Linked DNA regions of Mus musculus: all the other regions are linked to region 2. Evidence: chromatin contacts called from public Hi-C, HiChIP or PLAC-seq and promoter capture Hi-C data. All regions are on one chromosome and are shown on one strand. Each heading gives the region's core, a stretch centred on a gene start, on an enhancer-like site or on the middle of the called end of the contact. The rest is flanking DNA. Distances are from core to core; before and after follow the strand shown. Region 1 holds the start of Sars2 (seryl-aminoacyl-tRNA synthetase 2). Region 2 holds the start of Fbl (fibrillarin). Region 3 holds the start of Hnrnpl (heterogeneous nuclear ribonucleoprotein L). Region 4 holds the start of Coq8b (coenzyme Q8B). Region 5 holds the start of Lgals7 (lectin, galactose binding, soluble 7). Region 6 holds the start of Blvrb (biliverdin reductase B (flavin reductase (NADPH))).

What was found. Promoter capture Hi-C pulls out the DNA fragments that hold promoters and counts their contacts. Hi-C and Micro-C count contacts between places; a contact is called where the count stands out from the background. HiChIP or PLAC-seq counts read pairs in DNA pulled down with a chosen protein or histone mark.
Region 1: an H3K4me3 HiChIP or PLAC-seq map of bone marrow-derived macrophages shows a contact between it and region 2, with 3 times the contacts expected there. The contact joins the promoter of Sars2 here to the promoter of Fbl in region 2. A contact is called at or near these places in 3 of 39 promoter capture datasets (erythroid cells, neural stem cells and pre-B cells), 1 of 15 datasets of contacts at CTCF or cohesin (large pre-B cells), 4 of 484 Hi-C or Micro-C datasets (CD4 T cells, CD8 T cells, cardiomyocytes and 1 more), 2 of 115 datasets of contacts at active chromatin or transcription factors (bone marrow-derived macrophages and large pre-B cells) and 1 of 9 other capture datasets (liver).
Region 3: a contact with region 2 is called in a promoter capture Hi-C map of erythroid cells, with 6 times the contacts expected there. The contact joins the promoter of Hnrnpl here to the promoter of Fbl in region 2. A contact is called at or near these places in 1 of 39 promoter capture datasets (erythroid cells), 3 of 484 Hi-C or Micro-C datasets (CD4 T cells, liver and muscle stem cells) and 1 of 115 datasets of contacts at active chromatin or transcription factors (memory CD8 T cells).
Region 4: a contact with region 2 is called in a Hi-C map of double positive thymocytes, with 4 times the contacts expected there. The contact joins the promoter of Coq8b here to the promoter of Fbl in region 2. A contact is called at or near these places in 1 of 39 promoter capture datasets (pre-B cells), 1 of 484 Hi-C or Micro-C datasets (double positive thymocytes) and 1 of 9 other capture datasets (liver).
Region 5: a contact with region 2 is called in an H3K4me3 HiChIP or PLAC-seq map of bone marrow-derived macrophages, with 4 times the contacts expected there. The contact joins the promoter of Lgals7 here to the promoter of Fbl in region 2. A contact is called at or near these places in 1 of 484 Hi-C or Micro-C datasets (myocytes) and 2 of 115 datasets of contacts at active chromatin or transcription factors (bone marrow-derived macrophages and pancreatic cancer cells).
Region 6: a contact with region 2 is called in a promoter capture Hi-C map of erythroid cells, with 8 times the contacts expected there. The contact joins the promoter of Blvrb here to the promoter of Fbl in region 2. A contact is called at or near these places in 1 of 39 promoter capture datasets (erythroid cells), 1 of 115 datasets of contacts at active chromatin or transcription factors (embryonic stem cells) and 2 of 9 other capture datasets (adipose tissue and liver).

Annotation. Positions count from the first base shown.
Region 1 is chr7:28,739,265-28,743,703 of GRCm38.p6, forward strand. Sars2 (seryl-aminoacyl-tRNA synthetase 2) reads left to right here and starts at 2,704. Exons shown (of 16, transcript NM_023637.3): 1 at 2,704-3,018. The coding sequence starts at 2,752. It overlaps Mrps12 (mitochondrial ribosomal protein S12), which reads right to left and starts at 2,557. Exons shown (of 3, transcript NM_011885.5): 1 at 2,501-2,557; 2 at 2,223-2,290; 3 at 377-975. The coding sequence starts at 2,271. The coding sequence ends at 605.
Region 2 is chr7:28,166,447-28,171,229 of GRCm38.p6, forward strand. It overlaps Fbl (fibrillarin), which reads left to right and starts at 3,302. Exons shown (of 9, transcript NM_007991.3): 1 at 3,302-3,372. The coding sequence starts at 3,363. It overlaps Gm31024 (a long non-coding RNA gene), which reads right to left and starts at 2,416. Exons shown (of 2, transcript XR_001778069.2): 1 at 1,662-2,416; 2 at 827-1,479.
Region 3 is chr7:28,808,163-28,812,587 of GRCm38.p6, forward strand. It overlaps Hnrnpl (heterogeneous nuclear ribonucleoprotein L), which reads left to right and starts at 2,728. Exons shown (of 13, transcript NM_177301.5): 1 at 2,728-3,006. The coding sequence starts at 2,749.
Region 4 is chr7:27,231,433-27,236,102 of GRCm38.p6, forward strand. It overlaps Coq8b (coenzyme Q8B), which reads left to right and starts at 1,581. Exons shown (of 15, transcript NM_133770.2): 1 at 1,581-1,741; 2 at 2,033-2,140; 3 at 2,270-2,389; 4 at 2,509-2,575. The coding sequence starts at 2,036.
Region 5 is chr7:28,861,690-28,866,440 of GRCm38.p6, forward strand. It overlaps Lgals7 (lectin, galactose binding, soluble 7), which reads left to right and starts at 2,697. Exons shown (of 4, transcript NM_008496.4): 1 at 2,697-2,797; 2 at 3,142-3,230; 3 at 3,845-4,046; 4 at 4,391-4,595. The coding sequence starts at 2,792. The coding sequence ends at 4,504.
Region 6 is chr7:27,444,869-27,449,355 of GRCm38.p6, forward strand. Blvrb (biliverdin reductase B (flavin reductase (NADPH))) reads left to right here and starts at 3,110. Exons shown (of 5, transcript NM_144923.3): 1 at 3,110-3,328. The coding sequence starts at 3,250. It overlaps Sptbn4 (spectrin beta, non-erythrocytic 4), which reads right to left and starts at 1,721. Exons shown (of 36, transcript NM_032610.2): 1 at 1,595-1,721.

The sequences.
Region 1 (4,439 bases), core at 1,454-3,953, 570 kb after region 2:
ATCCTTCCAATCTGCCCAATAAAACAGATGCTAAAGGGGCTGGCAGATGGCTCAGAGGTTAGAAACACAAACTGCTCTCAGAGAAAACCCGTTTGGTTTCCAGCACCCACAACAGGCAGTTCACAACCGAACCCTGGGGGGACCCAGAACGGTGGCCTCCAAGGGCATCTGCACTCACATGCACACACCCATCCCCCAAACAAAAGAACCCACATCACCTCCACACACATATGTGCACTAACCATGTGGAGCACACGGTTAATAACGTTCAGCACCTAGAACACTTCCTCTGTCAGTGACCTGTTTAGGAAGAGGGAACTGAGGTGCACAGCTTGGCATTTGCCACCACACCCGGGGACAGACACCGCACACTGAGTAACATCACAACCTGAAGATATATTTATTACAAACCCCATCCCAGCACATGAGGTCAACCTGCAAACACTGAACATGGACGCACAGGGGTACTGCCTTCCAATTCACCTTCAGTACTCTTGCAGGTTAACAACAGTCTTGCTGAATCACAGTAAGATTTGAGCCCAAGACCCGGGAGTAGGAAGAACCCGTTTCCAAGGATCGAGTGCCAGACCACTGTGAATTACTGTCATTTCTTCTTTTGCACGTGGCCGCAGTCATACTTGCCCCTCACAACTTTGAGTTTGACCCCAGGCAGGTCCTGGGTGCGACCACCCTCCACGAGGACCACGTGATGCTCCTGCAGGGTGTGGCCCTCCCCGGGGATGAAGCAGACAGCCTCTTTGCCTGTGCTGAGGCGGACTCGGCAGCACTTGCGGTTGGCGGAGTTGGGCTTCTTCGGCTTTCGGATGAATGTGCGCAACACCACACCCTTCAGCTGGGGCCGGCCCTCTGTGGGGCCCAGACGCTTAGGGGGTTCCTTCCGGGGGCCTAAGCGGTGCATCTGGTTCAGGGTGGCCATGGAACGGGCGGCCCAGAGCTGGGGAGCGAGGGCTAGGCCTGGAGAGACACAAGAGGGCCTACTAGGTTTCCGTATTCTAGATAGGAATCCAAGTCTAAGACTATTCAGTGGGGACAGATGGCTCGTGGTTAGAAGCACTTGTTGCTCCTGCAAAGGACGACCATTTGATTCGCAGCACCCACAGTGGTGGCTCACACACCTCTAGTTCCAGAGGATCTGACACACCCATGGGTTGCACTTACATACACACATTCATACAGGGGCTGGAAAGATACCTCAGTGGTTAAGAGCACTGGTTGCGGGCTGGCGAGATGGCTCAGAGGGTAAGAGCACTGACTGCTCTTTAATCCCAGCACTCCGGAGGCAGAGGCAGGCGGATTTCTAAGTTCGAGGCCAGCCTGGTCTACAGAGTGAGTTCCAGGACAGCCAGGGCTACACAGAGAAACCCTGTCTCGAAATACCATGTGAATGGAATACCCAATGCCTGCCTCCCTCAGAACACTGTGTACAAACCTGATGTCTGGGCAATGTCTAGGAACATAAAAGTTGTCCTCCAATGGGTGGCCCGTCTTAGAATTAGAAAAATAGCACGTGAATGAATAACTAAACTTCTTCTTCTTCTTTTTTTTTTTTTTTTTTTGGTTTTTTGAGACAGGGTTTCTCTGTGTAGCCCTGGCTGTCCTGGAACTCACTTTGTAGACCAGCCTGGCCTCGAACTCAGAAATCTGCCTGCCTCCCGAGTGCTGGGATTAAAGGTGTGCGCCACCACTAAACTTCTTAGCTTGGCCTTCTCACCTGTAGGGGGTGATCAATAAACACTGAAGGAATAAACACTACTGAGAGACACCTAAGCAGGGAGACATGCCAAGAAAGGAGCATTTGTTGGTATGATTGTTACACGGACATCGAGAGTGCACTTACACAAACTAAGACAGAATATCACCAGGCAATGCAATCTCAGGGATTCACCGCTATCGATGCAGGGGAGCCATGACTAAGACTGACTTAAACTCTAAGAACACAGGACCTTCCCACCTCCTGCCCCCTGAGCCGGGAGCGTGGTAGAAAACGCCTGTAACTCCAGAACTTGGGAGATTGAAGCGGTAGTCAGGAGGTCAAGGCCATCCTGTCTACAAAGTGATTTGGAAGTTGACCTGGACTACAGTGAAACCCTGTCTCCAAAATAGAAAAGGCACCGTGCTTAAAGATGATACCATCCGAAATCTGGCAAAAACACGCAAATGCCAGGGAGCTGTCCTCGTCCCTGTGGCCCATGCTCACTTACCACGACTGAGGGACGTGGTGAGGCCATAAAGAAGGCCGGGCCAGGACATCTCGCCGCCTGCAGCGTCCCTGTATTAGGAGAGAAGACATTCAGAAAGGAGGTTGGGACCAGAAACCCACTCTCAGAGCCTTCTAGAATCTCCTCTAAAACAGAAAGTCCCCTCGCAAATTCAGTCTCCTTCTGAGTAGGCCCCCAAGGACCCAACCGCCCTTGCCCGGATACTGGAAGGGGAAACTGAGGAGAGAGGAGAGATCTGGATCACAGATAACTGCACCCACCTCACCAACCTAGCGGGGTCGCACACACGCCAACCCCTACCTCCAGCCCCTTCCGGGGTTCCTCCTTAGTGATTGGCTAGATCTTTCCTGCGTCACTGAAGGGACGGGACAAGGATGACGATTGGACAATAACAGATTCTAGCTGAGTTCCATTTTCCTCATTGGAAGGGATTCTGAAGCCTGGGCGGGAAATCTCCTTGCGCGTCTGATTGGCTCGTCCATGATGAGTGACTTCTTGTTTCCACTCCAAGATGGCTGCGTCCATGGCGCGGCTTTGGTGGCCTTTCCTGGCTCGCCAGGGGCTCCGGTCCCGAGGACGCTGCGTGTGCAGCCAGAACCCAAGGAGGAGTTTCGCTACGGAGAAACGAGTCCGGAACCTCCTGTACGAACACGCACGAGAGGGCTACAGCGAGCTTCCCTACTTGGACATGGAGTCGGTGTGCGCATGCCCAGAAAAAGCCGCGCGCTCCCTGGAGCTCCGCAAGGGGGAGCTGCGGCCGGCCGACCTGCCTGCGATTGTGAGTGCGCTTGCGCCCTGAGGGAGCAGGATGCTTTACAGAACTGGGTTTACCAGATGCATTCCAGTTGTGGGAAAAACTACTCAACAGGAATTTGGGTTCCTTCCCAAGTTAGGCAATGTCTTGTGCATGACACCCACTTAGGTGCCAATGATCTAGGGAGAACTGAGGCCCTATTGAACGTCGTGGATGCCTTCTGTGACCTACATGCCCTTTTGCATGCATTTCATAATTCGACAGTTGGTATCTACTGTACTCCCAGAACCTAAATACCATTGTCTTCTGTACTCAAACTTCGTGCCGGGCTCACCCTTAGGCCACAAAGAAAAATGAGGAGGGAGGTGTGAATCAGAGGGAATTTTGGAGACAGAGCTTTGCATCCTGCTATAAACATCCTGATGGAGTTGAATGGATAAATACCTGCTAAACAGATATTTAAGGTATATCTGTTCATGTATTTATGATCCAGAGGTTAAGACTATGCGCCATAATTCTACCTTATAGGGAACTAAAATTGGGGGTCTCCATGCCGGTAGTGAATTCCGAATGTAATAGATGAATCTTCCCAACTCTGTTGCCTTGATAAAACACCATGAACAAAGCAACTTACAGAAGGATTTATTTTGGGCTTGGTAGGGAATGGCAGAATAGCAGCAGGTCACAGAGCAGTAAGCTGACAGCACACATCTTTAACCACAATCATGAAGCACAGACCTCAAACTAGATGCAGGACGAGGCTTTAAGCTCTCAAAGCCCACCTCCAGGAACATATTTCCTCCAGCAAGGCCACGCCTCCTAAGCCTCCCCAAACATCACCAGCCACTGATCATTTGACCATGTTCAAATGTCAGGATATGGGGGACATTTCTCATTCAGGTCACTACAGACTCTCACACCACCAGTCATTGTCAATCACTTTAGCCATATTTCAAGTTTTTGTCATGTTTAGTTTTTCACCAGTAAGCACTGGTGGCTAAGCCAAATAGGGCACTTCCTGCCAAACCTGATAACCGGAGTTCAATTTCCTGGTGGTAGGAGAAAACCAATTCTTGAGAGAATTGTCTTCTGACCCCTCATTTAAGCGCAAACACAAGAAAGTCACGTACATGCTTAATAATAGAAGAAAGGAGCCGGGCGGTGGTGGTGCACGCCTTTAATCCCAGCACTCGGGAGGCAGAGGCAGACAGATTTCTGAGTTCGAGGCCAGCCTGGTCTACAGAGTGAGTTCCAGGAAGCCAGGGCTATACAGAGAAACCCTGTCTTGTAAAAAAATAAATAAATAAATAAAAAATAATAATAATAATAGAAGAAAGGTCTGTCTGGGTGTGGTGATGAAGTACTCTGGAGGAGGAAGAGGCAGGCAGATCTTTGGTCTCCTTAGCAAGTTCCAGGGTACCCAGGACTACATAAGGAGACCTTAT
Region 2 (4,783 bases), core at 2,052-4,551:
ACTCTGCTAATTAAGGTTGAAGTCCACCATTGACCGGAGAGCCTTCTGGAGCTCAGCGAAATATGGAGGACTCCCTTCATTGGCAGGGATTCTCCTTCTCTGACCTTGCATGGGAAGTTCACACACACACACACACACACACACACACACACACACACCCCTCTACCTGTGGAATATCACATAGCCTAAGCTCAACTTCCTTTCTCCTGTGAAGAACCTGGTTAGCTAGCACCCTAGATTCCTGAAATGCTTCCCCATGCTAATGAGACATTTCGGTACCTTAAGCCTTCAGCCAGTGATGTTTGCCCAACCTGGATGATCCTATGCCCAGTCTCCAAAATTATATAAGCCTTGGATCACCCCAAGTAAAGTTGATCTGTCTCCCTGCATCTGGTGGTGGCAGTGCCACCCTTCACCATATGTACTCACAGGGCTTCTGACACACACCCCACCTTGTGGACCAATATGGCTGGACAATCCCCAAGGGTGGAGAGAGTCACAGAGAGAAAGGGCACTGAGGAGAGTGAGGATCCAATCTTATATTCTAGCTTCATTCTGTTGCTATGTCCAATACCATGGCCTAAGCAACTTAGGAGAGGTAAGGACTTTACTGCATTTTGCAGGTTGCCATCAATTACTGAGGAAAGTTGGGAACCCGAGCAAGATCAGAGTAGAAACACTGGAGGAGCATTGCTTGCTGGCTCCTTCCAGGCTTGTGCTTACCGAGTTTTCTTATACAGCCTACAACCACATGCCTAGGAATGGTACCACCCCCAGTGGACTCTTCTAGGACACTCCATCCCTTATCAAGTTGATCCACAAAAACTTCACCTTAAGCATAACCATTTAATTCCTTGTCCCCCAAAGTCTTGTGTGAATGTCATAATTTAAAACACAGTCAAACATTTAAGTCTTTAAATTTTTTCAGCAGTCTAAAAGTCCAAGGTTTCTTTAAAAATTCCAAGCACTAGTGCAGGGCTCAGCCCTATATCAGTCCCACCAGCACCCAAAAGCCTGGGTAGTCCAGCTTCTCCAACTCTGCAGTCCTCAGCACACAGCTTGTCTCAGGTTTAACCTGGTTCCACATCACACCTGCCGCTGTTCTTGGTGGACATTCAGCAGTCTTGGCATCTGCAGTAACCTGGGACCTCCTTTGTAATTGAGGCCACACCTTCACGAGTGACCTCTCCACAGGGACTCTAACACCGCCATATGTTACCAAATCTCAGCTGCTCTCCACGACCCCTCTCATACCTTCACAACTAGTACTTCCTAGCTGACTCTTACATAGTACTTGCCAAGTTCAGACCTTATTGAACTTTTTAAATAAATAATAATAATAATAAAAATAGCCAGGCAGTGGTGGTGCACGCCTTTTATCTCAGCACTTGAGAGGCAGAGGCAGGCGGATTTCTGAGTTTGGGGCCAGCCTGGTCTACAGAGTGAGTTCCAGGACAGCCAGGGATACACAGAGAAACCCTGTCTCAAACAAACAAACAAACAAACAAAAAAAAAAGAATGAAAGAAAGAATTTAAATTAATTTTTTAAGAAATCCTAGGAGCTTGGGAGGTATCTCAGCAAGTAAGAAATCTTGCGCTGAGCAAGCATGAGGACTTGAGTTCAAATCCTAATGCCTGTCTTAAAAAATTGAAGTGGTCACCTGTGTGTCTGTAACACCAGGGCTGGGGTGGTAGTGGTGAGACAGGGGACTTTCTGGCCACCAGCCTAGCTCCGGGTTCAGTGAGGATCCTAAATCAAGAGAATAAGAGAGAGGGTGATAGAGCAGAACACCGTACATCCTCCTCCATTCTCTGCATACCTGCATGTGTGTGGGCACACACACACTCGTGAACACATACACACACAATGTGTAAGCACTAAAACATTTCAGTGTCTTACAGGCTTGTAAGAATCCCCTTTAATGCTTATTTTGTCTAAAACAAAACAAAAACCAGTGCTGGATGCTAGGGTGATTTGTCACCCTGGCAACCATCCAGCCCTTCCCTGGCACTTGGCTGCCTTGAATGACTACCATCCAAGCAAACCCCTCTTGGCAGCCAGCTGGTCTACTGTCATGGCAGCCTGGCAGCTCTTGAATGCTCCACAGACACCTCCAGGAAGCTATACTGCATGGACCACCACTTAATGCTAAAAGACAACTCCTGCTCTAGGAGGCACTATCCTGGCCCTGACTATCCCCAAGAGTTTAACATGGACTTTTTGCCATCAGAAGCCTCTATAATCCTTGGCAGCCACTTCACCAAGGCCAGAGGGAAACCATTTCCCCTGGTAACCCAACAAAAAGTCAGCGGTTAGTGCAAATGATCTTTCAGTTGCACGGAAGGCTGTAAGTTCTGGCTATTAGGACGCTTCTTCTGGAGACCGGTCGCTCCTGTGCTGCCTCCTGGTGGTGCAACATTAACACTGGGCCTTCTGCAACAGTTGTTGCTCGACTGATGTGATCTTTATCAGTAGGGTGGGCTGAATTCATGACCTGAAGAGGAGGAACAGAGGCAGAAACAACTGCAAACCAGCAGTGGCCTGGGAGCAGCTGCGACAACATTTGGGTGAGTGAAGATTTCCAGTAAGAGGCCAGGGGTAGAGAGCAGAAGCAGTGAGATGCCTGTTCTTCGCTGTAAAGGAGGGAGCTCTTTGAGCGGAAAAGGAAAAGGAAGGAGAAATAGAAAAGCGAAGTGTACCATAGGAGATCCCGAGTTCCAGCTCAGCCTGGACCCCACTGCAAAACCCTGTCATAAAATACAAACCTCAACAACAAACAGAAACATAAGGCTGTGCTGGAGAGATAGCTCAGCTGTGAAGAGAACATAATGCTCTTGATGAAGACTCAGGTTCGGGTCTCAGCACCTATTTGGCGGCTCACAATTAATTGCCGGTAACTCTAGTTCCAGGGGATCTGACGCCTTCTCCTGACTTCCATGGCGTATGCGTGGTGCACAGACAGACGAATATGCAAGCTAAACACTTCTAAGGATAAAATTTTAAAAATTTAAAGTCTTTGAAAAATAATAAATTTTTAAAAATCGGTATAACCCCTGATTCCTGGAGTGCTAGCATAAGTGAGAGGAAAAGTCGCAGCGCACTTGTGATAAAATTTGCCACTCTAGGAAAAAGTGAGGAGCGTAGAGACACGACAGAGCCGGAAAAGGATTCAGAACTCCCACCCAAGGGGCCGACTCCGACTTCCGGGAGACGGGACGCGCGTCTAAGGGGCGTGGTTACGCGCTTCCGTCACTCGCCGTGCGTCACCGCGCGCAGGCGCTCCTTTCCACGTGCGAAAGCCTGAGACTCGTGGAGTCGGGGACGCCGCAGGTTGCCTGAATCGCGCGACCAGAACGCAGTAATGAAGCCAGGTAAGGACCACGGTGCGGGCAGGAGTCGGGGGCTCTAGGCGCGGCGGGCGGGGACCGCGGCCGCTCGGGGCCGGGGGATGTGGCCGTGAGCTCGGCTCACCGGCCGGCCTACAAGCTTGCCGCCTCAGAGCGGCCGGTGCGGCCCTCCAGACCCTGACCCAGAGTTGGGGCTTGGATCTCCGAGCATTGCTTTAGGGGATCCGACTTGGGTCGCAGATGAAAGGGCCCCTGTCTCCACCCCAAGCCTTCCCTGTTGCCGCCGTCACCCACTGTCACTCCCTGTCAACGATACCTTGGTCCCCAACCCAGCTTCCCCCCGGGTAAATGAGGATCTCCGGCTCCGTGGTGTGCGGCGCTCGCGTGCACAGGCTGGCGCTCGCCGCGCTTCCGGGAGGGGCGGGACCCAAGGCTTGTAGGAGTAGAGGCTCTGGGGACCTGGGAGTCCCTGCTCTGTAGTGAGAGCGACTTTACTAGCCCGGCTATTAGCGGGGTAGGTGATTGGAATTGAGAGGGGTTGGTTTAGGTTTGGATTTTGAGAGCGTCTTGTCACGTGATCCTAGCTGGCCGAGATCCACCAGCCTTTACCTCCAGAGTACGGGGATTAAAGGCGTGCGCCACCACGGCTGGCCTGACAAATGTATCCATCTCACCTATTTCCCGCGTTTTTTTCTGATGAGCCCACTGTATGGTGGATGATGGCGAGAGTTCTGGCTTTGACAATAGAAAGTTCTCGTTTCTCTCTTGAGTTCTTAATGGATAAGTGGTTTTCTTGGTGATAGGTTACTCTGGGCTGTCAATCCTAGCACTCGGAAAGCGGAGACAGTTAGATAATGAGTTTGTAACACCAGTCTGTTCTACATTAGTCGTGATAGCATGAGCTTTTCCTGTTGCCGAAGGATCAGTTTTCACCACTGCAGGTTTTTGTCTGGCGTGGACACACATGTTCCTGTGGACAGATGGAGAGTAAGTCACTGCAGGCGATAGTGACCCATCTCTCCCTCCCAGACATGTTGAATATCTATCTGGGGCTCTGTTCTGGATGTCTGGGGAAGTAAGGTGGAGGGATTGCTAGTCTGGATGTTCTCCTGGCATCCTGTGATTTGTGCTTTCCCCTCAACCTTTCTCCATCACACGATAGAATGAGAATTGTTGAACAGTCGAATCTTCTGTGACAGTTTGTGTCTTGAATACGAAGCAGCTTTGGGGGAGATTGTTTTAAACAGAGGTGTGCTACAAAGTATGGTGGACGATTCTCAACAAGGTCCTTTATTTTCATGTTTGTGTATTGAAATGGCATCTTATTGTAATAGCCTAGGCTAGCCTCAGACTCGGCTTCCCAAGTGGCTGGGTTGCAGGCATGTGATTGCAGCAGTTGCTGGAGTTGCTAGTTTGGAGGTGGGGAGACTTGTAG
Region 3 (4,425 bases), core at 1,478-3,977, 640 kb after region 2:
CTGGGGGGTTCAATTCCAGGCACCCACATGTCAGCTCACAACCGGTGGGGAACTCCAGTACCTGGCGATCGGGCCTTCTTCTGACCTCGGCAGGCAGAGAATCAGCAGATTTTTGGGTTGGTGTGGGTGTACAGGAGCTGTGAGAGTCAGATGACCTGCGTGTGGTCTAGATATGTGGCCCCAAGCTGTCCTTACACTCAAAACTCCCTGCCTCAGCTGCACAGCTGAGCCTGGTGTGGGGCATAACCCCTGTGCTTAACCACGGTTCTCTAGCGTTCTCTGATAGGCACACAGACATCACCCAGTATCAGTTTCGACATCAGACACTTAGCAGCTGTGGCATCTTAGGTCCTCGAGCCTGCTTACCCATCTGTACAACAAACATGTCTACATTTATCTTCCAAACACTCGGCAAATGGAGAAAACTGCCACGTAAACCGCAAGCGACTGGAGGACTTATTTTCCTGGCTAGGGTGGAAAGTGGGACAGAGGGTGAGCAAGAATGCGGAGCTCAAACAACACAGCCGCTCAACGTTCTTCCCATTCCGTTCCAGACTCGGTTATCTTCCTCAGTGCCCCCTTTCCCCCAGTGAAAAGAGGTCGTGGTCCCTTTAAGGTCCGCCCCTCCCTCCCCCAAAACTTCCCAGTGTCTGCTCTTTTCGATCCCGGACGGCCGGCCAAGCTCGCCGCCGAGCTGGTAGGGGACAGGGCCAAGGGGTCGGGGAGGGATGTGGGGGCGTGGGGGGACCTGCGGGACGCACGTCGCTGCGCCGGCGGGAGGGCGGGGGACAGGCTGCGGGAGCAGCGGGCACGGGCGTGGGCACCAGTAGCTGCCCCAGGCGTGAGTAGTCTACGAGCCGCTTGCACCGTACAGGGTTTAGCCTAGTGCGGACAGCACGCCCGAATGAGGGGCATACGGGACCCGCGCGGGGGAGGATAGGAGACCTCCCGTTCCCCTCCCCCACTACCGTCTCTGACGTAGACGCGGGACCCCGCCCTTCTGCGGGAGCGCCGCCTCCCCGCCCCCCGTGCGTCACCTGCTACGCCTTGGCGGCGTACCCCATGTTGGGAGGGCCTTCTTTGGAGTGTCTGTGTCCAGTGAAATGGCTGGAGATCCATTTATATCCTCACCAGCCTCCACCGCTTCCAAACTTTTTTAATTAGGAGAATCCCTTTGTATCCCAGGGTAGCCCTGAACTCAAGGCAATCCTGCCTCCAGAGCGCTGCATTACAGGCTTGCAACCACTACGCCATGCTTAAAACTTATCCCAACACCCGGGGTTCTGTTCTCTGAGCCTTTACTCACATTTCAAACTTAGTACCAAGCGGATATCCGCTTTGGGAATGACCTGGTGGAAAGGTGTCACAGCACGTTTTGAAGCGGCCTGTGAGTCTTACACCGTCTCAAGACGTGTGTGTGTGTGTGTGTGTGTGTGTGCGCGCGCGCGCGTGCGTGTGGTGGGGGTGGGGGTAGATACGCGCCTTGTCTGTGCTAGGCAAGCGTTCCATTGCTGAGCTACATCCCAGAGTCTTCTTGACTCCCTAGTTTCCCCATAAAGCCTCTGGACGGGTCTGTGGTCGGGATCCGGATCCTCCGTCAGTACGTTCCCTGTCTGCTTGCTCCCCGGCGGGCACTTGTCGGCGTTGCAGCTCTCGGGCTTCGCAGGACCCTGGGAGGAGACAATCGCTTCAGAGCAGTCTCCAAGTAGCGAGTCTAAGCCACAGAGCACTCTGGAGGACGCAGGGTGCTCAGTTGCCAAGTGCGAACCGAGTTGAACTATAAAGATCTACCACCATGACTGAATTTAGAGTGAAATGACGGTGCCTGCCAGGGTCCAAAGTCACATGGCAATCAATGAGTGTTTTATTAGTGAGAAGTGCTCAGATTTGAAGGTTCTTTTAAAAATAATAACCTCCAGCTTAGGATAGGGTAGAGGTGAAGTAAACGTTCTAATGGGTTATAGCTGCTGCAAATTGTTGTCTTGCTCTAGACTTCCGGAGCTTGCAAACAACAGACGCGCGAAAGACCGTTCGGGTACTCGAGTAGTTGTATCCCTTAAAGTCACCTCTTCTATTGAAGCCCCCCCCCCCCCCCAAAAGTACAGGAGCGCATGCGCTCTCTCGGGACCGGTTCCTAGATTGCGCCACAGAGAGCCTACGGGCTCTCCTTTTTCACCAATCAGAAGCTATCAGTCGTCCTATACCATCTGGCAATAGGGCATTCTTTCCACTCTTCATTGACCAATCGAGTGTTGACGTACGAGACGGGCACCTGGGGGAACAATTGTAGGAACACAGAAGGGAAGGCCTTTCTTGTATCCCAGCGGAGTGGCGCGGGAAGATGGTCGTTGTGACTGGGAAACGCAAGGATTTCAGAGTGACCGATTAGCTAGGAAACCAATGAGAGCGGGAAGGAGGCGGAGCTTCGGAGGCCCACTTCCATTTACTGTTTGTGGGAAGGCGGAGCGATCCCAAAAATCTGGCCTATTAAATCAGAGTTTATTTTAAGGAGGTGGGGCCTGGCGGAATGACTGGCAAGAAGCGTTCACCTATAAGGAGTGCGATTGGCGAACAGAGGCGGTCTTTCCAATAGAACGGCATGCGTCCTATCCAATAGAAATGAACCGTGAGGAAACTTCCCCTCCCCCCAAGATAGGGCCAGTGGCTCCCCCTATCGGGTGGGGGCGGCGAGTGACGGGCGTGTCCCTCCCCCAATGAGAGGCGGGGGGAGGCGGGTTCTGCGCCGCCATGTCGCGGAGGCTGCTGCCCCGGGCGGAGAAGCGGCGTCGGCGGCTCGAGCAGAGGCAGCAGCCGGACGAGCAGCTGAGGCGGGCGGGAGCGATGGTGAAGATGGCGGCTGCGGGCGGCGGAGGTGGCGGTGGTCGCTATTACGGCGGCGGCAACGAGGGAGGCCGAGCCCCTAAACGGCTGAAGACTGAAAACGCCGGCGACCAGCACGGAGGCGGCGGCGGCGGAGGCTCCGGGGCGGCGGGCGGCGGCGGCGGGGTGAGGCTGGGGCTTTAGACTCCCGGAAGGAAGGGGAAATTTCGTACTTTAAAAAGCTATTTATTTTTCACAGGGGGGAAAAATCTCTGCGCAGGCGCTGCAGCCCTCGCGCTTTTTTGGTGGGTGGGGGAGGGGCAGGCGTTGGGCAAACGGCGGGGTTTGCGCGAGGACAGGCGCTTGCGCGTGCGCACAATCCGAAGCGGGGCTTGAGGGGGCGGAGGAAGCGGCTGGCTCTGCAGGCACCGCACTGCGCAGGCGCCGCGGGCCGGCATGTGGGGGGCCTAGGCACGCGGTCGGGCCGTTTTTTTTTTTTCTCCTCACTTCTTTATCTTTTTTTTTTTCCTCTTCTTTCCGTGTCCCTATGCGCAAGCGCGTTTCTACAACCACAGCCAGCGAGCGGGAAGCGGGTGGGCGGTGGCCTGACCGAGTCGCCCCGTCGCAGTTTTAATCATGGTCGTTTCCATATAGAAGTTCACTTGATGAAATTATAAAATTATAATGCCCAGATTAAACTGTTTAACTTCTTTTACTGTGTGCATTGAAAAACGGAAGACGATTTGTGAAAGGCAGATTTAACTTTGGGAATTGAGCCAAGCTTAGAAATTATCACTCGATTTGCTTAGGGCTCCAGGATTGGGGCATTTATAAACTAAACTGTATTATGGTCCTGTGGCTATGCATAGAGTCTTTCAGCCTATTTAGTCTTCTGAAGGTCACAATTATGGTGTCTGGGTTAGGATGCAGTTTGCATTCCTTTTAAAAGTTTATTATTAAAGTCCTTCCGGTGGGCACGGAGTCACAGGCCTTTAATCTCTTTGGTTTGAGGCCAGCCTCTTATGCATAGTTAATTCCAGGACAGACAAGGCTGTGAGACTTATCAAAAAGCCAAACAAACAGTGCCCTCTTGATGAGGCTGCTGCTCATGCATTTATCAGCTTCTCCCTGTTGTTACAGTGTTAGGTTTCTCAAGGATTTGGAAGACATTTTAGTTGAGTCTGGTAAGTTAACTGCCAAGCTAGACAACGGGAGCCCATGAGGTGGAAGGAGAGAACAGACTCCAAAAGGTTGTTCTCCGAACATCTCATGGGCTGTGTGGTGAGCCTTACCCCCACCCTAATCATTTAAGGTGAGAGGTACCTCACATTCGGTGTTGGTCCTCTGAGATGGGGACTTTTATGGACTCCCTTTACAAAGCAGGAAAGACACTGGGTAAATTAGGTTGAGTCTCACCAGTGACAAACAGAAGTAAGATTAGAACTCAAGGTTGTGGAAGGCAAACCTCAACTGGAAATGGCTGGGAAGGGTGTGCCTTGTGTGGTTCACTAAGAACCCACTAATATGCATAGGTTTCTGCCCAGTAGTGTTCGGGGCATGGGCCACAGTCTAGAGAGATGGAGGAGGACGTTCTCTCCAGAGCTC
Region 4 (4,670 bases), core at 331-2,830, 940 kb before region 2:
CTTTCTTCCAAATGCAGGGATTATAGACATGCACCACCATGGCTGCCTTCATGATCCCAGTGTACCAGGGAGAGCTTTGAGTTCAAGTTCTACCCTTTCCTTGCCCTTGTTTATGTCATCTGCAATGAACTCAGATACATGGAGTTTGTGGTGCGAGGCCACTGTGAGCAGTGGCCCTGTGGGATTATCCACTGAGGTGATTTTTCAGCCTGTCCCTTATGGCAAGCAGCCTGCAGCTCCTGAGTCAGACCCTCACCTTTGGAAGAGGACTGGAGGTGCTTTCAATCTTGAAATTGAGTCACCCATTGGAGGGACATTGGGCACAGGCCCAAGGTTTCAGGATGAGTCATCTCTTCATAGGCTAATAAGAAGTCAGATACGGGAACCCACCTCAGACATCATACAAGTTAGAGAACATGAGGTCCAGAGAAGGAGGAGGGCTCTTCTGAGGTCACACAGTAAAGGGACAGACTTTCCCAACAAAGGGGGTGGGGCTAGACAGCGACAGTAGGGTGCCGTGAGGAACACATCTCTTCAATTGTGGGAAAGATGTCCCAGCCACCAGCTGTTTCTATTCCAGACAGCAAGAGGAGTGAGTCAATTTTCTCTCATGCCAAGGCTCCTGACTCAGCGCTGGGAATCTTGACTGAGTGTGTTCTGGGAAATGTCAGGCCTTAAGGAAGCAGGGTTCCCACTGAGGGCCATCTCCTAAGTAGGCAGAGTGGAGAGTAGACTGCAGGAGGGAACACCGGCACAGTATGCCGCCAAGGGGAGTCATGGTGAAGGCAGAGAAGAGTTCCTAAGCAAGGCAGTGGATTTATATGTGCCAGGAAGGAGGCTGGGTGCCAGGACGTGGGTGTTGGTACAAAGTGGAGAGGCTCCATGTGCAAGGGAAATGTTTGCTTGGAAGAATATGTGTTTAAAGATTTCTGGGGTTGGGGCTGGCGAGATGGCTCAGCGGGTAAGAGCACTGACTGCTCTTCCAGAGGTCCTGAGTTCAATTCCCAGCATCCACATGGTGGCTCGCAACCATCTGTAATGGGATCTGATGCCCTTTTCTGGGGTGTCTGAAGACAGCTACACTGTACTTACATATAATAAATAAATAAATCTTAAAAAAAAAAAGATTTCTAGGGTTGTGGCTCAGTGGTCAAGAATCGTCCCTGGAATGCACAAGGCCCTGGATTCGTGCATCCGTGGTGGCAGGGGTTGGGGGAGGATGTCCAAATACATAGGATAGATTTTGAGCTTGGCAGGCGGAAATGTAAGTGGATATAATGGTTCAGACCTGCAATTTCAGCAGGTGGGAAGTGGACGCAAGAAGAGAGAGACAGAGAGAGAGACAGAGAGACAGAGACAAAGAGGGACAGAGAGGGACAAAGGAGGGTAGAAGAATTCTGTCAAGAAGGACCATTGGTCAGTACAATGAGCTCACGTGCGCACCGACTAACACAGAAGACCCACAGAGCCTTAGCCTAGGTTCCACCCCTTGCCACGCCTCCTCAGCGGGGTGAGTTTTTGCAAACGTCGGCGAGCTGCTGTGCTACCATTGGCTAGCTGATCAAAGGGGGCGGGTGTGCGGACGTTCCCGGAAGCTTAAGAGGCCCAGCGGGTGCTAGACCTGGAGCCTAAACCTGGTGGACTGGGTGCTTAGCAACGGGGGAGGTGCCCCGTAACGGGGTCGTAACGGGGTGTCTAGGCAGGGGGCAGCACAGGAATTGTGAATGCTTAACAGCCCAGGGTAAGGCGATGCCTAGCAACGAAAGGGGCGCTGAGAAGTAGAGAGTTGTCCTGGCGGCTCTGTGGACGTCTAGCAACGGGAGAGAACCTTAGCAACAGCGAGGAGTTTTGTGGGGATTGGGGAGGCGCTTATGGAAAACTTGAGTTCTTAGCAACGTGGGCGGGCTGGGGGGGGGGGGGTAACTAGAAGAAACCTGGAAATAAAAGGGGAAAAGATATGGGGGTTAGGGGGGCTTTTCCAACAAGAGCGCAAAGCAGGAGGCCCAGTACTGTAATCCTTATTATTTCTTAGGCAATGTGGCTGGAGCTAGGTGCCATGCTGCGCAGGACCTGTGGACCGCTGGGCAGGGCTGTTCGTCTGCCCTGTGGGGGGGCCCTAGGACCTAGGCCCCACTGGTGGGTAAGAGGCTGAGGAGGGGGCCTCCAAGGAAAAGAGGTTGAGGGAAGGGGGGTGGGGAGTAGGTAAAATGATGTAGATGGGTCTAAAAAGGATTAGACCTTCATTCTTTTAAAATCCACTTCTCTGCAGGGGCCATGTAGGAGTTGCTTGGCCCAAAGTGTTCATCAAGACCAGCCTGGAAGAGGCCTCAGTGAAGATGACATTCGCAGGGCACGGGAGGCCCGGCTCAGGAAGGCACCCCGGCCCCAGGTATCATTGCTTCCTCTTCCCCCTCCCCCATGATAGTCTGAGGAAAGTGGCAGCAAGTCTGCAGGGCTTTTCTGCCATCTTGTCCACCTTCCCTACCTCACACCTCTCCTCTTTCTCAGCTGAGTGATCGCTCTCGTGAACGCAAGGTGCCTGCCTCCCGCATCAGTCGCTTGGCCAGCTTTGGGGGTAGGTGTGACCTCGATCAGAGAGAACATTTACAGGTGAAGCAAGGGAAAGGGTGAATCAAAGACAGGGTTAGGAGGGAGAGAGAGACAAGGAAAAACAGAACGTAGACCTTACTGTTTATTGAGAACCTGATGTGAGCAAGGTCTTGTAGGCTAGGCCTGTGTTTATTTCTTCTATTGATGGAGGAGTGGGGGCTGAGAGGTGAGGTGGCAGGACTTTAGGTTCCGCAGCAAGATTGTTCAGACATGTATGAAACAAAAAGTAATGTGTTGCAACCAACCCTCCAAAAAGGAAAGGAGGTGGCCAGGACACCCACCTGGAATTTCAGCAGTTGGGATGTAGGTAGGAGGGAACAGGATGATCAAGGGTTCAAGGTCATTCCTGGCAACATAGAGAGTTTGAGGCCGCCTGTACTACATGAGACCCTGTTTAAAGGAGAGAAAGGTAAAGAAGGGAGAGAGAAAGAGGGAAAGGGCCATTGTAATCCCTGTTCTTGAGAAGCTAACACCGAGAGATTGAAAAGCCAAGCCTGGGAGTGCATGGCTGGAGGCTCAGCTGCCTGCTCGGTTACTACTGTAGGACTGCTTGCACTCACAAATTCAAGACCAGCCTGGCATCACAGACCTTGTCTAGGGAAGAAGGAAAAAGAGAGAGAGGAAAGAAAGAAAATAGCATATAAGAAAATATAATGGGCAGTGGTGGCACACGCCTTTAATCCCAGCACTTGGGAGGCAGAGGCAGGCAGATTTCTGAGTTCGAGGCCAGCCTGGTCTACAAAGTGAGTTCCAGGACAGCCAGGGCTACACGGAGAAACCGTGTCTCGAACACCCACCCCCACTCCCCAAAATATAAATGTTGAATATGGATACATACGTGTTTTTGCTTGTTTGTTTTGTTTTGTTTTTCTAGACAGGGTTTCTCAGTATAGTCCTGGCTGTCCTGGAACTCACTTTGTGCTGGGATTAAAAATAAATAAAATACAAATAAAAAATAAATAATTTTTTTTTTTCGAGACAGGGTTTCTCTGTATAGTCTTGGCTGTCGTGGAACTCACTTTGTAGACCAGGCTGGCCTTGAACTCAGAAATCCGCCTCCCTCTGCCTCCCGGAGTGCTGGGATCAAAGGCATGCGCGCACCATGCCCGGCTCATACGTGTTTATACACATATGATTTGTTTGTTTTTGAAGCAGAGTCTTACCATGCAGCCCTAGCTGGTCTGCAGCTAGGCCGGCCTGGAACTCAGAGATCTGCCTGCCTCTGTCTCCCGAGTGCTGGGATTAAAGGCCTGCACCACTGCACACTCCTAACACTCCCCAGCACAAACATGCTTTTTGTGATGATATCTCCTGTAACCTGGCCTGGCCTCAAAGCCCCAATCCCGACTCCTCCTTCCAAGTGTTTGGATCAGTGTTCATACAGTTGGTGGTTGGTGTGGCCACTCCTGAACCAACAGTGTTAATGCGTTTCGTTCTCACCCCCCCCCCCCTGTGAAACCTGTTTGACAGGAAAGCTCACATCTTGCAGAAAGGGAAACTGAGGCTCAGAGAAGTTAAGTAAACTGCCCTATCATAATATCTGAACTATGGCAACAGATTTTTTTTTCTGTCAGCTTATAAAGGGAAAAAAAACCAAAAAACAAAACCAAAATGAGTTCATATGCAAGTGCAGGAAGTACAGCCCAGTGGTCAGCTCTGACTATATTTTACACATGACAGTTCATGTTGACCTTTGATTTGATGGGTCTTATGTAAAACTTTGTGGAATTTCTTAAAATTAGCAAACCTCACACAGAACAAAACAGGGTGTGTGGTCAGCACATCCTTGCTCAGAGCCAAGTCTGTGTCAATGACTGGCAGGCATGTTACAGCAACACTATGAAATAGCTGGCAAGAATGGGACAGAATGGCTGCAGCTATGCTGGAGAGGGGAGGTCAGACCATAACGAACACGTGAGACACACTGGCAGTCATACAGGAGCACACTGCATACTTGGCAAATGCCAGCTGCATGCTAGAGATGGTGACAGTGAAAGAGTCAAGGTCTGGAATGGTGGCACAGGCCTTTGATCCCAGCACTTGGGCAGAAGCAGGCAGAT
Region 5 (4,751 bases), core at 1,447-3,946, 690 kb after region 2:
AAAGCTCTGGGTTCAGCATTGCACCAACCAGTTGTGATAGCACAGCACATCCTAGCATTTGGGAGGTTGCAGCAGTAGGACCAAGAATTCAAGGCCATCCTTGGCTAATTAGGAAGTTCAAGGCTAGCCTGGGCTACATGAAATTGTTGTTTAAAGCTAACCCAAACCAAAGCAACCTCCCTTTAGCTCCCCCAAACCTCAAGGACCCATTTGTTAGATTCCTTCTTAGTCCAGAGCATTTTTTCATAAAAATAGACCCAGTGAATAAATGCATTCACTAATGAATTAAAAATGATAAAATGAACACGTTCAGAGCTTGCAGCGAGACAGTCAAACTCAATCACCGATGCAGCACATCTCAGTTCCCAGAAAGGAGATAGATGCAGGAAATTGATAAAGGATGGAGCGCAACACTCTTACCAATCACCAAAGGCAAGTTCAGATCTGTGAAGAAGGTGTACGTGAACTTCCATCCAGCCCTGATGAAGAAAACGAGAGGCCAGCCGTGGGAACCAGCAACCACAAACAGAACGAGGTGCAGGCAAGTGTCAGGCGGTGATTTATACAGAGCGTGAAGCTAAAATAATGGGAGCCACAATTATCAGCCTAACTGTGACAAACGGGTGGTGGTGTAACATGAAACCTGATGTCCCCTTGTTCTGCCCTGTGATGGGTCCTTGTCCTGTGGAAACCCAAGGCAAGAACCTTCGAACCTCACTCTAAGTAGCTCCTCTCAAACCCAAGTTTTCTTGTTTGTTTGTAAAGAGTTTTAAAGTGTGTGTGTGCCCCATGTGTGTGTGAACCTGAAGAGGCCACAAAAAGGCATCAGATTCTCTGGACCTGGAGTTTCAGGAGGTTGTAAGGTCCCTGATGTGGGTGCTGGGAACTGAACTTGGGTCCTCTGTAAGAACAGCAGTGTTTTTTTGTTTGTTTGTTTGTTTTTGTTTTGTTGTTGTCGTGTTTTGATTTTTTTGTTATGTGTGTGTGTGTGTGTTTAGACAGGGTTTCTCTGTGGAGCCCTGGCTGTCCTGGAACTCATTCTCCAGACCAGGCTGGCCTCGAACGCACAGAACTGCTTTTTTTTTTGCCTTCCTAGTGCTGGGATTAAAAGCATGCCTCACCACTGGAAGGAAGGAAGGAAGGAAGGAAGGAAGGAAGGAAGGAAGGAAGGAAGGAAGGAAGGAAGGAAGGAAGGAAGGAAGGAAGGAAGCCAGTTGCTGTTGTTTGAGACCGTGTTTTCCAGCCCGCGTTGGCTTCAAATGACCTCGTGCTGACTCTCTCGCCTTCACCTCCCACGCGCTGGTTTCCAGGTGGAGCAATCAGGTCCATCTCCAGCCTGTCTTCTCCAGGGCTCCTCCCCCAGCATCGCAGCGCCCACGTTTCTCTGGCATCTTCTGTGCCCTCTCTGGGCCACCTCACGGGATTCCTTGATGTGTATTCTAGGGTTGTGTGTGTTGCGGGCGTGGGGGGGGGGTCTGAATATGGGAAACTGGGACAGAGAAGCAGGAGAGGTAGCAAGTTCCTAATCTCCAAGGCAACTTTCCACTCCCAGCATGCATCTGGCCTCCGGCTCTGCCACCTGCTGGGTGGGGCAGGAGTAGGGTGGTGGGGATAGGGATGGGAAAGATCTTTCAGGAAGGCTGCTGGGCTGTTAGGAGTGGTAACTGCTCAGCGCTCCCACCCTCCCTTTGCCTGCCTTCCAGAAATTTCTCTTTCATTCTTTATGAGTCACCCCTACACACACCCACACACACATACACACACACACACACACACACACACACTTTCTCTATTTCTCTAGAGTGCTGGTCTAGGGAGACTAAAACTCAGGCTATTGGAAGTTTCCCCAATGTGTTTCATTTGATCTGGGTGGTGACTGGCAGCCCGGGACACCCACCAACCCATATTCCATCACACTCTCATTGGATGGGAAGGTGGGCTCAGTTCCAAGGAGGAGCTGATAGAGACCTGAAGAAGAAAAGTAGGAACCACTGAGAAGAGAGAGGGAGAGAGAGAGAGAGAGAGAGAGAGAGCGAGAGAGCAGAGCGCTGATCTTGATCTTTGGGCAAATTGTTCCCATGAGCACTGTTTCCTGTACGTCAGTACAGTGGCTCGATATACTCCACATATCCTGGTAAGGTTCAGACACACATCTGGACACCCAGAGGTCTCAGCAGCCTGGCCACTGTTAGTGAAACTTCATTATTTGACCCTCCGTTACTGGCCACTCCATTACTGACCACTTCAAACGTGCCAACACACTCTTGGTAACCTGGGGGGTAGGGTGGGGGCACAGCATAGGATAAAAAGGAATAGCGGGTTTCCTGGGGACCCCATTGAGTTATTATGCCTGTCTTTGACGGCAGAAGCAGAGGTGGCCAGGACAAAGCAGAGCAGCCTGCGCTCCAGGGAAGAGGCTCCTTTCAGAAAGGGTGGAGGCTGATGCTTGCGCAGCCTTTCTGGATCCACTAGATCTCCAGGGGAGTCCAGTGTCTGACAGGGCGGTAGGGGTATGAAAGGGGAGGTGAGAAGAGCACAGGGCAAACCTCCCCAGTCTTGGTATTAAAGGTTGTCCCTATCTCTAAGCCTAGGAAAAGGGGAGAGGGAGCTGGTGTGTGGGGGCAGGGCAGGAGGAGACTCGCCCGGCCTTGACAGCTTTGCCTTAGGGCAGGGGTCTGTGCCAGCTGTGGGCGTTGGATGGAAAGGGAGGAGCTGAACCACTACCTTGCCTTTACTTAAGGTCCCCTCCCACAGCGACTGGCCACATTGTTGCTGTATTGCTGTGCCCGCCATGTCTGTAAGTATACTGGGGCCCAAGCTGGGGAAACGGGGCTTTGGGACAAGGCCAAGTCTGGAAGCTGGGACTAGCTTAAACCTCCCCTTCAAAGCAAAAAACGGGTATCAGGAGAGCTGGCTGCTATCTCTTGGGTTTCACCAGCACGTCCTGATAGGTTGTCTCCCAGCTGGCTTTGCTTTCTTCTAACTGCATTGTCTCTGTCAGGTCTGTGTGCCTGTCTCTGCCTCTCCGTTAATCTGCATCCCTCTTGGTTTCTGCCTGGTCCCTGGAGTTCCTAGCTGGGGCTGACCAGTCTGTTTCTTTGTCTCCCTGGTTCTCATTCTTGCCCCACCCAATTCTTACAGGCTACCCAGCACAAGACCTCCCTGCCTCAGGGCGTCCGCGTGGGCACTGTCATGAGAATTCGAGGCATGGTCCCTGACCAGGCTGGCAGGTGATATCCCAGGTTCCAGGGGAAAGGGTGGGTGGGGCATCTCCTGGCTCAGTTGAACCCTGGTTCTTAGAGCCCACATATGGTGTCCCTGGAACCTTGTTTGCCATGTGGAGTCTTGGAGTCCCTATTGCTAGCTTAATTTGGATATTTTCACTGATGTTCCCCAAGACTTGTGGGTGGGTGTGCCCAAGTCTCCCTAAAAATGTAGGCTTCTAGAACAATAATAAGAATCCCTGGTTAGTCCTACGATCTCCATGTCCAGTTTTCCAGGACAATGAAAATCTCTCTTGGATCTTGAAGCTACCCTGGATGCCCAGGGTACCCGGTCATCAAGTCCATGACCTACTAAAATTGAGACCTTGGGCTTTGTGGGAATATTGATAACCTGGAATAGTGGGGTCCCTTGCTATTAACTCTGCTTATCTGGAGTGCGATTCCCTGAACCCCACTCAGGCACAGCAGGCCATCCCACAACCTAGGACAGCTCCAGGCTCTGGAAATGAGGGGGATCCTGGCTACAAACACAGGGACTCCCTATGGGTGTGGGTGTGCCGGTGGAACCACATAACTTGCACATGGTGGTTGCTGATCTTTGAGGCTTACTGTCCCCGAAGGTTCCATGTAAACCTGCTATGCGGTGAGGAGCAAGGAGCAGATGCCGCCTTGCACTTTAACCCGAGGCTGGACACTTCCGAGGTTGTCTTCAACACCAAAGAACAAGGCAAATGGGGCCGTGAGGAGCGAGGCACCGGCATCCCCTTCGAGCGTGGGCAGCCCTTTGAAGTGCTCCTCATCGCCACAGAGGAAGGCTTCAAGGTGGGTCTTTGAAGGAGAACACTCCAGACCCAGGTCTAGAGCCAAATGCTGGGGACTGAGCTGTCGAGGATGGCGGGAAAGCCCTTGGGGTACTGGAACCCCAGGCCCAGACCTGACACGGGCCTCCAGAGACCCTCTCCAGGTCTGCTTCTAAGAGCGACAAAACAGAGATCAAGAGCCAAGTGCTCAGGGACTGGGTGTCCTAGCAGTACATTGTGTCCCATTACAATGGACAACAGACCCATTTTCCTTCTGGGGAGAGGGAGGCTTGGGTGTAGTTAGCCTCTTCCGGGGCCACAGACCGGGACCCGCATCCAGTCTTAACTTGGTCTCTCACCCTGCAGGCTGTGGTCGGGGATGACGAATATCTCCACTTCCACCACCGGATGCCGCCCGCGCGCGTGCGCTTGGTGGAGGTGGGCGGAGACGTGCAGCTGCATTCAGTGAAGATCTTCTAAGCAAGGACCCAAGGGCGTGGCGGGTAGGGGTGGGGGTGTAGGATCGCAGAGGAGGGTTTTGGATGGCGAATAAAGTGTAGCTGTAGTTCTGACTGTGCCTGTGTCCTTTATGTGTGACTGAAGAAATTGAGACTCAGAGAAAAACATAGTAACCCAGGGGCAAAGTGAGCCTGTGTCTGAGACGCTGTTCAGGACTTGCTGCGCAGGGGCCCAGTAGGGTTTCCTTTGGGGAGCGATCAGGTATGGG
Region 6 (4,487 bases), core at 1,860-4,359, 720 kb before region 2:
AGCTGGCCAGTCCTGAGCCTTAATTAAAGAGATCGCTTGGGCTAAGTGTGATGCTAGACTAGACTAGGTCCAGGACCACAAACTCTCCAGCCAAAGCCAGCTACAGCAGCTAATGATACCGCCCCCCCCATCACTATGACAACTCTAAAACTTGAGTATGCCAGTTGAGGCCTGAAAAACTGAACAATCAGGTCTAGCCTAAGTTATTAAACTCTTGACTTTACAGCTAAGTAAATGCTTAGTGTTTTATGACAGTGAGTTGGGAAGGGTGCTTTGTTACACAGCAGCATTCCCGTACCAATAGCTGCCTGATGTACTACTGTCTTCCTCCTGAACCCTGAACATCATAAATACCTATTTTAGAGGGTAGGTGACATCAAGTATGTCTCCAACACAACCCCCACATACACACCCCAGTCCTACTTCTAAGACTGTAAAAATAGAATAATACACTTCTTTTCAAAAGACCCAGATGGCCGGGCATGGTGGCGCACGCCTTTAATCCCAGCACTTGGGAGGCAGAGGCAGGTGGATTTCTGAGTTCGAGGCCAGCCTGGTCTACAGAGTGAGTTCCAGGACAGCCAGAGCTACACAGAGAAACCTTGTCTCGAAAAACAAAACAAAACAAGACATACAAAAAAAGACTCAGAAGGCCTCAAACTCAGGAGAGTTTAAGACGCTAAGTAGGTGGTAGATTGTGGCCAACAGTAGATTATTCCTTTAAGTGGGCACCCTAAAACCACTGCTCTTCTCTTCTTTCATAGAAAGCTGTAAGTGACCACATGGCTACCTGTGTGACCCCAGCCAAGTCACTTGCCCTATCTGGTCTTCATCTGTGAAAATCCTACAGAGGTCTGGAGATGAAATGAGTTGCTCACTCAGCAACCATGGGATCTGGTACACGCCAAGCCTCAATCCATAGCTCTCCTTATTCTTTTCTTCTCATAGTGTCTGAATTCCATCCAGAGCCTCACACAGCCATGTGCTCCACCACTGACACACACAGCCAGCCAGCTCTGAGTTTTCCCTCTTTGGTCTCATATCTTAGCAAGTCCGGGGGTCTGGTCAAGAGTCAAAAAAGAGATGGGTTCAATGCTTTATTCTGGCGGTGTGGAACTCGGTTTCTCTGTGCTTTGATTTCCTTTCCTATTAATGGGTGGTCACAACTGTTTCCCCAATGGAGGATACTTGGGCCAGAGGAGGCGCTTAGCACTTGGCGAGCTCTCTGTGGGCCCAGCTTGCAGCTCTGGCCTTTCCGGGGTGCAAAGGGAAAGGGGTCCTGCGGGATCCAGCAAGAGCCGGTGGGGAGCTGAGCTGAGAGTGGGATCCGAGGCTTTAACCCTTCCAAAGCCGCGCCTCTCTGCCCCTGTGGTCCAGTCACCGTGCGGAGGAGGGGGGCCTGGGAAGGACAAGGCCTTGGGGTGACCCACGCCTGGTTCAGTGGCTGAGCTAGGTGAGGGTGAGGGGTTCATTGGATCGCAAGCCTCTATCCGGCTAAACAGATCCGAGGGCTCAGGTCGCCAGCTTGTGGGGGAGGATGCTGGGCCAGGTGGGGAGATGCTGGGGAGGGGCCGCCGTCCGCACCGCCGCTCACCTGGGCGCCGGCCGCCGATGCGGTCCCGGATGCTCGCCGCGCAGCACCGCCCTCCCTGCGGGCGTTCGTCGCCGGGCCGGGCCCGGCTCTGTTCGGCCCCACCGGCCCGCCGCTCGGCCAGATCCGCATGCGCCGCCGCCGCCGCGCCTCCCCCCACGCGCCGCAGCCGCTCCGCACGCCCCCGGGACCCCTCCCGCACGCCGCCCCGCCGCCCGCGCTGTCACACACCGGGCCACGCGTGTGATGCACAGCCGCGCTCGCGAGCGCTCGAGGCAGCGTCACACACTCCCACACTGCCACTCACACACCGGGCCCCTGGCAACGTCATACACACTCTCTCCACATGCACACTCTCATGGTGTCACTCCTTCGTAAGGGGTCAGTCAGGGTCAAACCTTCTAACTGTCTGTCACACGCAGTCACTTGCAATGTTTTCCTCTCTGGAATGTGTCCTGCAGGGTCATTCACTGTGACACACTCTGATATAGCCACCACTGACAGTGACACTCAGATATCACCAGTAGTTACCAATACAGTAAATAGTGCCCTGCAGGATCGTACATACATTGTTACTCAAATACTGCCACCACCACAATAAGGGTCACATGAAATCACTTGAACAGTATCACAGGATGGAATAGTGCTCTGCAGGACCACGCACTGTGACACACTCACATACAGCCACCACCACCAATAGCACATACAGTCAGGCATGTCACACACCTCCAAGGTGTCACAGAGTATCTACGCTCACACAACACAAAGTTCACAATCGCATAGTCTTACACGCTTAAAATGTCACACCAGTTGCCTAGGCACAAAAGATGACACACCCTGTGTTGCTACACACCCATACATCAGAGCCTCAACAAGACACAAAAGGAATCTCAGTTGATGTCACACACAGTCACACATAAATGGGATCATATCACGCACCCATGTGGTGTCCCAAACCTTCCCAATCCGAAAGTATCACACTCCATTACAGCTTACCATATCACACAGGCTGAGTACCCCTCACAGTATCACCCCCATGGACGCCAAATAACATTAATGATCTCTATACACAACTCACATTGCAACACAAGGAATGAAACCGGGTGTCGCCCACAACCATGCTGTCCCTTGTGGTCACTGAGGGTCACACAGGCACAAAATCACCCCACACACCCCTCTTGCTTGTTGGGAGGACGCTTTGGTAGAGGGAAGTACCATCTCAGAGCCTGTCTGTAAGGGGGCGTGAGCAAAGAGAGCACGGTGGGCGTAACGCCCCGGCCGGCCCCGCCCCGCTCAGCCCCGCCCACTAAGGGTGGCTGTCTCTAGTAGGCAGAGCGCTAAGTGACAAACTGCTCTAGCACCGCCCACTCCCTTCCCTAGAAGGGGCGTGGCTTCTACGTCTAAGCGCCTATCGGAGAAGGGGCTCTGGAAATGCAATTTGACTCCTCCGCCTACTCATGCTCTTTCCAGCGGGAGGCGTGGTCGCCTCGGTCCCGCCCTTTGAACCCAAATTAGGAGGGTGAGGCGGAGGCTGGAACCTTGTCTGGTCCCGCCCCCTCCTTCTGGGTCGAGGAGGACCCGCAGCGCGCCTCCTCGCAGCCACTGTGTTCCCGCGCGTCCTCGGAGTTCTCAGCTTTTCCGGCCCTGGACCCCGCAGCATGACTGTCAAGAAGATCGCGATCTTCGGTGCCACCGGCAGGACCGGGCTCACCACACTGGCGCAGGCGGTGCAAGCAGGCAGGAGCCGGGGCGGGTGGGGGAAGTCATGAACACCGGGCGGAGTTTTGGGAAAAGTCGTCCTGGGGGCCGGGCGGAGACCACACGGGGCGGTGTGTGCCCCAGCCTGTGGGCCAGCAAGTGGTCACGGGGGCACAAATGGAGGACTCTGACATTCAGCGTTATGTGGGTTCAAGGCGTAAAGGAATTAACTGTGGGAACCTGGAGGACTCCTCTGACAGTTCTATGCAAACCAGGGGTTCTTATGAAATGTCGTAACTGTGGTGGTGGTCCTAGTTAGCACACCCAGAAAGGGTTTTCTGAGCCAGGACTAGCTTGGCATCCAGCCAGCCGGGCCATCTCCTTACACGTGTTAAAATTCTGGTGACCCTCATTTGGAATGGGAACTAGTGTGTTACCCCACTTGACACATAAGAAAACTGAGGCGGAGAGGACTTGCTGGTACATGGCTGTGTCGGGATTTGAACTCCGGTCCGTGGTCTTAAGCACTAAAAAACTGTCTGCAGGCTCATAGTTTGGTCACTGGAACAGAAAATCGAAAAGGTTAGGCAGCAACTTACTTCAAAGAGAATGGAGGTGATCACCCTATAAGAGAGGGGCAGTCCAAGAACTGAAGTCCTGGGAAGGACATTGAGCTTTGGGGCCTCCCGAGGGGAGGGCGCAGGATCCCCCATCATCCCCTGGCTCCTCAGTCTAGAAGTTAACTCTGGACCAGACGTGAAAGTTCCAGATAAAGAGCCACACCCTTGCTAGCCTTGGCGATTCTTAAGATATTGACTATCAGAGTGCCCCAAAAGGGTGGAGGCCACAAAGAGCCCAGTCCCTGCTGGTTCCCAGCACAGCTCCTGCTTTGGGTGAGGCTTTTTCTAGAAGTTCCATCCCCCCGCCCCCCATGGGCTATCCTTTCCCCCAGGGACTTAATGAGGGCCTTAATTCGTGGCAAAGGAGAGCGCCCTGGGCCTCCCAGAGAAAACAAACTACAGGCTGGCTGTGGTGGTGTAGACCTGTAATTTCCCCCACCCCTGGAGAGGCAGAGGTAGGAGACTCAGGAGATCAAACCTATCCTTGGCTGCGCAGCAAGTTCAAGGCCATCGTGGGCAACCTTAGACCCTATGTCAAAACAACAAAACAAAAGCAAGCTGCTGATAAATCATTTCTA